Regions from separate parts of the Pan troglodytes genome. Here region 1 is linked to region 2. Evidence: chromatin contacts called from public Hi-C data. All regions are on one chromosome and are shown on one strand. The core of a region is the stretch at or near the end of the contact, and the rest is flanking DNA. Distances in the headings are between cores, read along the strand shown.

Region 1 (4,208 bases), core at 1,237-3,736, 170 kb before region 2:
AGCTGCCAGGTTTCTTTACTGTAAAGTTACTATTTTTCCCACTGCAAATAATGAGAGGATCCAAATATCCTTTTTCTCATCACACTTTTACCCACTGATTATAACATCCAGGTTAAACATTTCAGATTCCGGCCTGCAAGTTATTGCTGCCTAATCTTCTTCCTCTAAGTTTCTCCCAGAAAGAAAGCCCCTTGGAACCTGAAGGAGCTGGCCCCTAAAAGGTGCGTGAATGATCTGAATGGCCCTGGGGTGAACTGTGGTGGACATGGAACTGTGCTGCCATGATCGCTCCTGGGGAGGCCTGGCTGCCTGGCTGCGGGTGCTGCTGTTAGCAGACGGCCACAGGGCACCTTTAGGGATGCCCTCAGCCATAGGGAGCCACCTCGTCCAGGGCGCAACGCTTCCCGCGCATCCCACCCCTAAGGATGATGGGCATAGTATCACTTTGACCTCTTCCTCTGTCCGGTCCTGCTTCCTTCCCATCCCTTCCACAGGTACTGACTACCTGCTAATTCTCCATGTGCCAAACTCATCTCAGTGTCTGCTTCTGGAGAACCTGAGCTGTGACACCACCTCCTGCCCTATTTCAAGGACTAGAGAATGAGATGTGAATAACTGCTTGATAAATCACAAGCTACAATACAAACACAAACTACTATAATGAACGGATTAAGCAGTTAAAGAAATAAAAACACACAATTACATGGAAGACAACCCTCTAATCCTATGTAACTCTGCTCCCTCTTAAAATTGCCTTCTCTTAAAAGTGCAGCTTTTAAGTTATTAGGTGAAGAACTTTTCGATTGCAAATTGTTGGTTGGGTTACTGATTGGGTATTTACTAACAGTAGATATCCGTGTGAATTATGCAAAGTGGTAGGCTCCTCAGTGAATGAAGTCCTTCTCTAGGGAATGATGCAAAAAAGGTCAACAACGTCTATGAACCCAAATCTGAATTACAAGATGGAAAGTCCCCACAGAATGACACACTGTACAGCTTTAGAAAAACAATAACCAAACTAGATTTCTTCAGGAAGCTTTCTAAAATGACTTTTTTTTTTTTTTTTTTTTTTAAAGGTACTCACAGATGCTCCTCCCATTATCTTGGGAAACATAACGGTAGAACAGCCATCTGGACTCTGTCCGAAGGTGGTATAGGGTGTTTGAAACCAAGCCTTTTCATTAGCCCAAACCACATCGCAAAGAGGCAATATAGATGCTCCTAGACCAATGGCTGGGCCATTGACTGCTACAATAATGGGCTTCTTAAATTGAATGAAAGTATTCACGAAGTTTCTAAAATGAAAAATAAATGGGGAATTACTCAAAACATTGCATATTTGAGCAAAGGAAAAGTCTATTATGGAATTCAATTTACCAAGATGTAAATGCTACGGAAATCCTGAAGACTTGAGATTTGTTTAAGGCCTTCCCCAGCAGTTGTGGACCCTAGACTTATTTACTACGTGTTGTAAAGGTTTGGTGACAGCCTGGAGCCCACGCATGTGGTGGCTGTCGCTACAGGCCCTACGTGAAGGCCACAGGGTAACATGCAGCCATGAGCTGCACTGGAATTTGCAGGTGGCTCTCGGGCTCTATAAACAACACATCTTGCTCCCCAAACTGTCTTTCCTCGAAGACACAGGAGCCCAATACATATTCTGGGCTTCATAAGACAAATCAAGAAGCTGTCACAGAGGAAATCTGGCCCAGGGCATACTAAGACTGCCTGGTGTTAAGTGTACGGTGGTGGATTAGGGGTCACAAAAACCCTGGGATCTGGGTCTGGCCTTGGTTCATGATTTCAGACAGCTCGCTGATTATTTGGCAATAATTGCTATTTCCTGAGTTTATGTGGAAGTGGACTGAACAGTCTGGGGGATACAGAGACAAGAGTGTCACAGGCTGGCTCAAGACATGCAACCCGCAAACAAGAAGAGCAAACAGCACAGGGCTCAGGCCTGTACCCACATCCTGCTCCACTGCGGGCTGGAGGGTACGGCTGCAGCAGGAGTTCGGAGGACAGTGGGGTCAGGCGTGGGGCAGCCTCTGCACAGGATAGAGGTTTAATAAATCAAGCCCATGCTATTTTGGGATTTGCTTTAGATCAGGCTGGAAAAGTAGGCTGCTTTTCAGTGTAGGGTAGCTTGGTGTCATACCACTTTAGGAACGTGCATTTTCTTCCCCCAAATACTAGAAGCTGATCTTATGCTCAGAGGTTGTTTCTTGTTATGATTTCACACAGTGGAGAAAAGAAGAAACACAAGATAGTCCCTTCAGTGTAGGCTGAGTTCTAGATCAGAAGTGCAGAGTAAGGACAGCTTTTCACTTGCTGGATTCTAAACCTGACCCCCATCTTTAATACTGAAAATAACAATCTAGATGCTCTCTACAATTCAGCAATTTAAAACCACAGCAATCTGTTCAGATCTTCTCTGAAAATCATGACTCAGCATCTGAGATAGCTCCCCACTCAACTCCCCGAGACACTGACGGATGACTCATATTTTTTGGCAGGGGCAGGTCAGGGAGGTGAGGAGGGTTGTGTCTGTGTGTGTATGAACAGGAGAGTGAGGAATTGCAGAGTTTAGCGGCTGGACCTCAGCCTAGCCCCCAAGGTTTGTGGGATCTTTGCATTGAGCAAGAATTAACTCATTCAAATGAATGAGTTGCACTAAGTCTTTCTAAATGAGAGAGCCTGAGGCATTGTTAGAAAGATCACACTGGGGTTTAATGATCAGAGTGGCAGACAACCTTTTAAGCAGACTCTTGAAATAAGCCTAGAAGAACTACATGAAGCTATTTCAGTTGTGTCATCTTTTGAGGATATGGGGTCAATGACACAAGATGGAAATACATTTCCTAGGCCCAGTAACTGATGACTCATGAAAAGGTAAAACTGCTGAACTGTCTCTCAATGATAAGGAACAGCTGTTTCCAAAATCTGAGTAGCTCCAATTTCATCTGCCTTATGGAACAGAAGGCAAACTGTTATAGCCGTTGCCCTGGCTGACATCTGGAAACCACAGATGGGGCAATAAATTAACATAAAAGGGATGATCAAAATCAAGGTAATAAGAAGGTAATTCTACAGAGAAACAGTAAAAGGAATTATTTCATATATCCTTGCCCCCATGCCCATATATTTGTATTAAAAAATCTGCTTCTAAAATATTAATAGATATTGATAAGCCGAAACTTAGATTTTGATAGGCTGAAGGCGTTTTTTGGAACTGAAATTTTATTTTTACTTCTGCCTGGAATGGTGACTTCACCTGAAGCTGGTGGCTCTTTCTGGACGGGGTATGAATGAACCAGCATGCTCTGAAGCAAAGAGCCCCTTCCCTTTTCAGGGAATGGGAACTGGCCATTCTGAATAGTGAGCCCTGAGATGCCAGAAATGGATGTGGTGCACACAGAGACTCGTTTTGTTTTAGAAAAGAAAACCTTTACAGAAATGCTTTCTCTGCCTAGTAGAAACTTCCCAGGACCATAAAGGCTTAACCAAGGGAGCTGCAAATCAAGGCACAAGGAACCAGAGGCGAGGCAGGGGCTGCCTTCAAGCCTGGGATGGTCCTCTCCCAAGTAGCCCCTGCTTCTGTGGGCTTCAGCCAAGTGTGTTTTAAACTTGAAATCAAAATGTATGAACACTCAAATGTGTGCCATGCAACACACTGAAGTTAAATTTGTTCCTTTGGAATTGAATTCAAGGCTGTTGTTGGGTATGGCAGGGAAGGAGGCTGATATTTGCCACATAATTAGTCTAAAAAGACTTTATAATTAAACAAAACTCTTCCTTTAAAGGACATTTACTAATCTGGAGATATCAAACAGTTGGAAAATCACATAAGATGTAGGGACTGTCAAAGGAACGTTTGGGGAGAAGGAGGCAGCAGGGACCTGAAGTTGGGCAGCCAGTGTGCTGCTTTCCATGGCTGAGGTCTCTCTCATTTGAATGGCACCTTCGTTTGAAGGACTAATGGGGTACAGGTCAGGGTCATGGGGCATGTTTACTGGCTCACTTTGTTCTCTCCCAAATCCTCTTGCCCCTGGGGCACTGCTTGGGCAGGGCCCCCGGTCTCCCTCTGTGGGAGGAAGAAGAAACCTCACTTTTGGGGAGAGAAGTCTCCTGGTCCTTATAACCCAGTGGCAGCTACTGGTTCTGGCAGACTTCAAAAGCCTAATGCTGTTCATGAACTTGAAATAATT
Region 2 (3,919 bases), core at 1,223-3,722:
AGCTCTATAAGGGAAACACTGATCCCAATTTCACAGATGAGGAAACTGAGCTTTCAAGGCTAATTTACCCAAGGTGATAGAGTTGGAAGTCACTAACTGGGTTGTCTGACTCCAAATCTAGGCTCTCAACTGCTATGCAAAACTTTCAATGTCAACTTTCAATGATAACATAGTCATAGTGTTGCCTACAAGTAAAAGAAAAGTTACAAATTTTGCCTTGAAAGATACTGACCACTACATATTTACTACACATACTTAAATTTATCACCTGAACTATACTTCTATAATACCTTTTTTTCCAAAACTAAAATAAAACTCAGAATCAAAAGTTCAATTGTGCAGGTGTATCATTTATTTGCAATATACTTACTTCCTCCCCAACAGACACTCCTTGAAAGCATGAACCATTCTCACACCTCAATATTTCCCCATGAAACCTCCATATGGCAAGCATTCAATAAACGTTAAATGAACACAAACTTAGTACAAAATGTTACTCATTAATAACTTCTGTTAGGAATAGAAACCTGAAGATATAGAATAAGCACAGAAGGAACTAAACTTAGTTCATAATATACTAATGGGAAATGTGCTGTCTTCAGAATCATTCTTACACACATAGGATACAACTTACGTATAAGGTGCTACTCTCATCCACTGATGGAACTGATTATGTAATCATACTCATAAAAGCAAATGCCAAGAGTGAACACCCATGACTAAACAACCAAAGAATGATCTAATGTAGAAACTAAAATCCCCCATACCCTCATGCTATGTACTTCCCCCTGTACAGACTTCACCTGGAAGACCTCAACCTCAAACATCCTAGCCTCCATTTCTGTGTCTTCCAGACACACAACACTTTCCTTCCTAGAAGGAAAGCTCCTGAGAACAGGGAGATTTTTCTTCTTTTACATCCCCAAATGACCTAAAATAGTATCCTGAATACAGCGGGGCACAGCTAATGTGTAAAACGGTTGAAAAGAATGGAACATTTTCAGTACCAGCTAAGGTATACTGACCACATACAATGTAAGGAGAAGCAACAACCTTACCCTTAATTCTACAGATGGCAGCTTCCTCCTGAGAACTTCTGCAAACACTTGCTCTTAAAAAGCAACAAAAAAGTTGCTAGAAGACTAACATCGCAGACAACAAAGCTCTATTCTATGCCAACAGCAATAATACGCCCATAAGAGAAGACAACTGAAAGGATCCCTGCGGCCACAGGGCTCTACTTGTTACAGATGCTTCCTTAAGTCCCTCAACACCCAGGTCCCTAAACGCATCATAAAGGTGAGTCTAGAGAGTCTTCGCAAGTTTTAAGTCTCTTAGGAACTTATTTATAAATACATGTGAAACAAGAGAATCATTTATCCAGAAGAACAGAAAGCCTTCCAAACTTCTGTACTCCCAGGAAGTCTACTTTGAAATACGTCAAAAGAAGTTACATGGAGACATACAAAACATGTCTAAAGATCCAAATTGGTAACTCTCAAACTTGAAGCTGGTTTAAACCCATCGACCATAACTTACAGTTCTGGCTATGCCCTTCTCATTTGCAACGCTGCGGCGCAAATGAATGACGGTGTATCAGCGTTAAATTTAAATTTCCTGGCTCTGGCCACAATGCTAACCTAATTAAAGCATGTGGTCAACGTTTAGCATTTTCGGTGCGAGATTTTGCATCGCTTTGGCGAACAGCAAAGTCGAAAGCGTTTGCACCGGTCTTCTCCCCGCCACCCCCCGACCAGGGGCAAAACCCTCTCCCAAATGCTTTATCAAATGGTCAAGAAAACCCCCCCACCCCACCCCCCGTACCGCCCACGGTCCCCGCCGAGCGGCAACGGAGGCTCCACTTCCATGACCCACGCCAAGAGCACTTTGAGCTCAGTCCGAGCAAGTCACTTGTGTCAGCACCACTTCCCCACGGCTGGGACCCCCACCCCCCCACCCCACGCCCGGCAACTTCAAGACCCCCCGGCCGGGCCCCTCGGAACGGAGGCTCGGGCTCCCCTCACACACATTTCCCGTCCAGCAAACTGCGGCCGCGGCGGGGGAGGGGACGCGGCGGGCGCGGGCGGCGAGCGGGGCCGTCGGGCGGCGCGGCCGGGCCGGGAGGGGCGGCGGGCGGGGGGCGGCCCGAGGCCGGGGGGAGGGGAGGTACCTCGTACAGCTCCTCGGAAGCCATGGTGGGCGGCGGAGTTGCGGGCGGGAGGGGCAGGGTCGGGGCGGGCGCCGGCGCCGGGCGGCCGACACTTTGTTTCAGTTGGGTCCTGCGTGGCCTGCGCTTCCTGCTCCCGCGGCCGGCCGGGCGCTGGGCACGGACGAGCCTCTTGCACTCCGCGGCCAGTGCGGGCCGGCGGCGCGGCGGGGTTGTGCGCAGGAGCAGCTGCGCAACGCGCCCTGGGCGCCCCGCGCTCACTCCCCGGCGGGCCGGCTCGCGCTCGGGCTCATCGCGCCCCGCCGCGGGGCCGGGCGGGCTGGGGCGGGCGCGGCGGCGTGCGGGCGGCGCGGCCGGATCGCGGCTCCCCTCTCCGGTGTAGTGCAGAAAGCTTCCTACTTGCGACCAAAAAACCTGCCCCGGCTACTGAGCATGCCCAGTGCGGCCGCCCGGCCCTGCGGAGCCGCGCTCCCGCGCTCCGGGTTTTCGGGCCGCCCGCGCGGGAGGGGCGGGGCGGCGGCGGGGCGGGGCAGCCGAGGGGAGCAGTGGGCTCCGCTCGGGGCCGAGGCGGGCGGCCGGCGGGGCCGGGAGCGAGCCGGCAGGAAGGGGAGGAGCGGGGCAGCGGGGGCGGGGCCGCGAGCGCGGGGGCGGGGTGGTGGGCGGGGCTCCGACTTCCCCAGTCCCGCTTTCGGGGTCGGCCTGGCTCGCGGCACCGCCCCCCAGCCCGCCTCGACGTGGGCGCTTGCGGCCCGGCCCAGGGCAGGCGGGACCTGGACCTCGAGGTTCGAGGCGCAGCGCGGTTGTGCACACCAGGGCGGGCAGCGACGGACCCGAGATGGGGCAGGGAACCATGCGAGCGAGCCGGCCCGCGTCTGGAGCCCACCGCCCCGACGGCAGCGGCCGCGCCGTCTACCGCGCGCCTCCCTCCAGGAGGAGCCCAAGAGGCGGCCTCCGTGCGCCCGCCCGTCCGGGGCCGGGCCAGCCGGCGAAGGGCCGGCGGCGTGGCCAGGTGGAGCACCCACCCCATGCCCGCCCCACCGGCCGCCGCCAAGACCCGGAGCCCGGGCCGCGCGCCCCGCGGGGTGGCCCGGGGAGCTCCGGCTGGCACGCTGGCTCCGCGGCAGGCCGGGGGTGGGATCCGGGGGGCGGGAGCCGGGCGCGGCGGAGGGCGGCGCGAGGGCGCGGCTGCCTCCGCTCTGCCCGCAGCTCCCCCCACGCCAGGCCTCTGGGTTCCTCTTGGAGCGTCCGCCTCCTCCGAAGCGCAGCTGGGAGGGGACCGAGTCTGGATTCCAGGGAGGTCCGGGTTCTAATCGAACGAGGCTGTCAATGATGGTTCCTTTCGCGGAACGGTGTGGACTACACGACAGGCCCTCGCTCAGAACAGCGAGGGCTGGCCCGCGCTCCACTTCCCAGGGAAGATCTACTGCCAGGGCACACCTGCCGGGCCCTGGACGTGCCCCATCGGTGGCGAAAGAAGGGGCTTCCTGACCCAACTCCCCCAGACAGCCGCCAACTCCGATCACTCTGGCCGAGTATGCGGAACTTCCCCACGGGGCACTGCAGAGGCATTAGTTCACCTTCTCCCCCAGGCCCTGCATCGGGAAGCCCTCGCCAGTTCCTCCATGTCTCCCCGGGCATCCTTCGGGCCGCCTCACTCCTCCGTGCTCCATCTCGCTCCAGTTCCTAACCTACCTTGGAGCCACAAGGCTCCTCCCACCAGTTTTCTTCCTAAAACCCTATTCGTTTGTGCCC

What was found. Hi-C and Micro-C count contacts between places; a contact is called where the count stands out from the background.
Region 1: a Hi-C map of blood shows a contact between it and region 2, with 5 times the contacts expected there. The contact joins the enhancer-like site here to the promoter of CDYL in region 2. A contact is called at or near these places in 2 of 7 Hi-C or Micro-C datasets (blood and stem cell-derived neural progenitor cells) and 1 of 1 datasets of contacts at active chromatin or transcription factors (stem cell-derived excitatory neurons).

Annotation. Positions count from the first base shown.
Region 1 is chr5:10,896,294-10,900,501 of NHGRI_mPanTro3-v2.0_pri, reverse strand. CDYL (chromodomain Y like) reads right to left here. Exons shown (of 7, transcript NM_001369152.1): 5 at 1,085-1,295. Among named protein-coding and RNA genes, the nearest start is that of RPP40, 61 kb to the left of the region's middle. Within about 2 kb of position 2,486, at least 8 of the 24 cell types and tissues checked have an H3K27ac peak or open chromatin away from gene starts, as enhancers often do.
Region 2 is chr5:10,729,643-10,733,561 of NHGRI_mPanTro3-v2.0_pri, reverse strand. It overlaps CDYL (chromodomain Y like), which reads right to left and starts at 2,472. Exons shown (of 7, transcript NM_001369152.1): 1 at 2,171-2,472. The coding sequence starts at 2,194.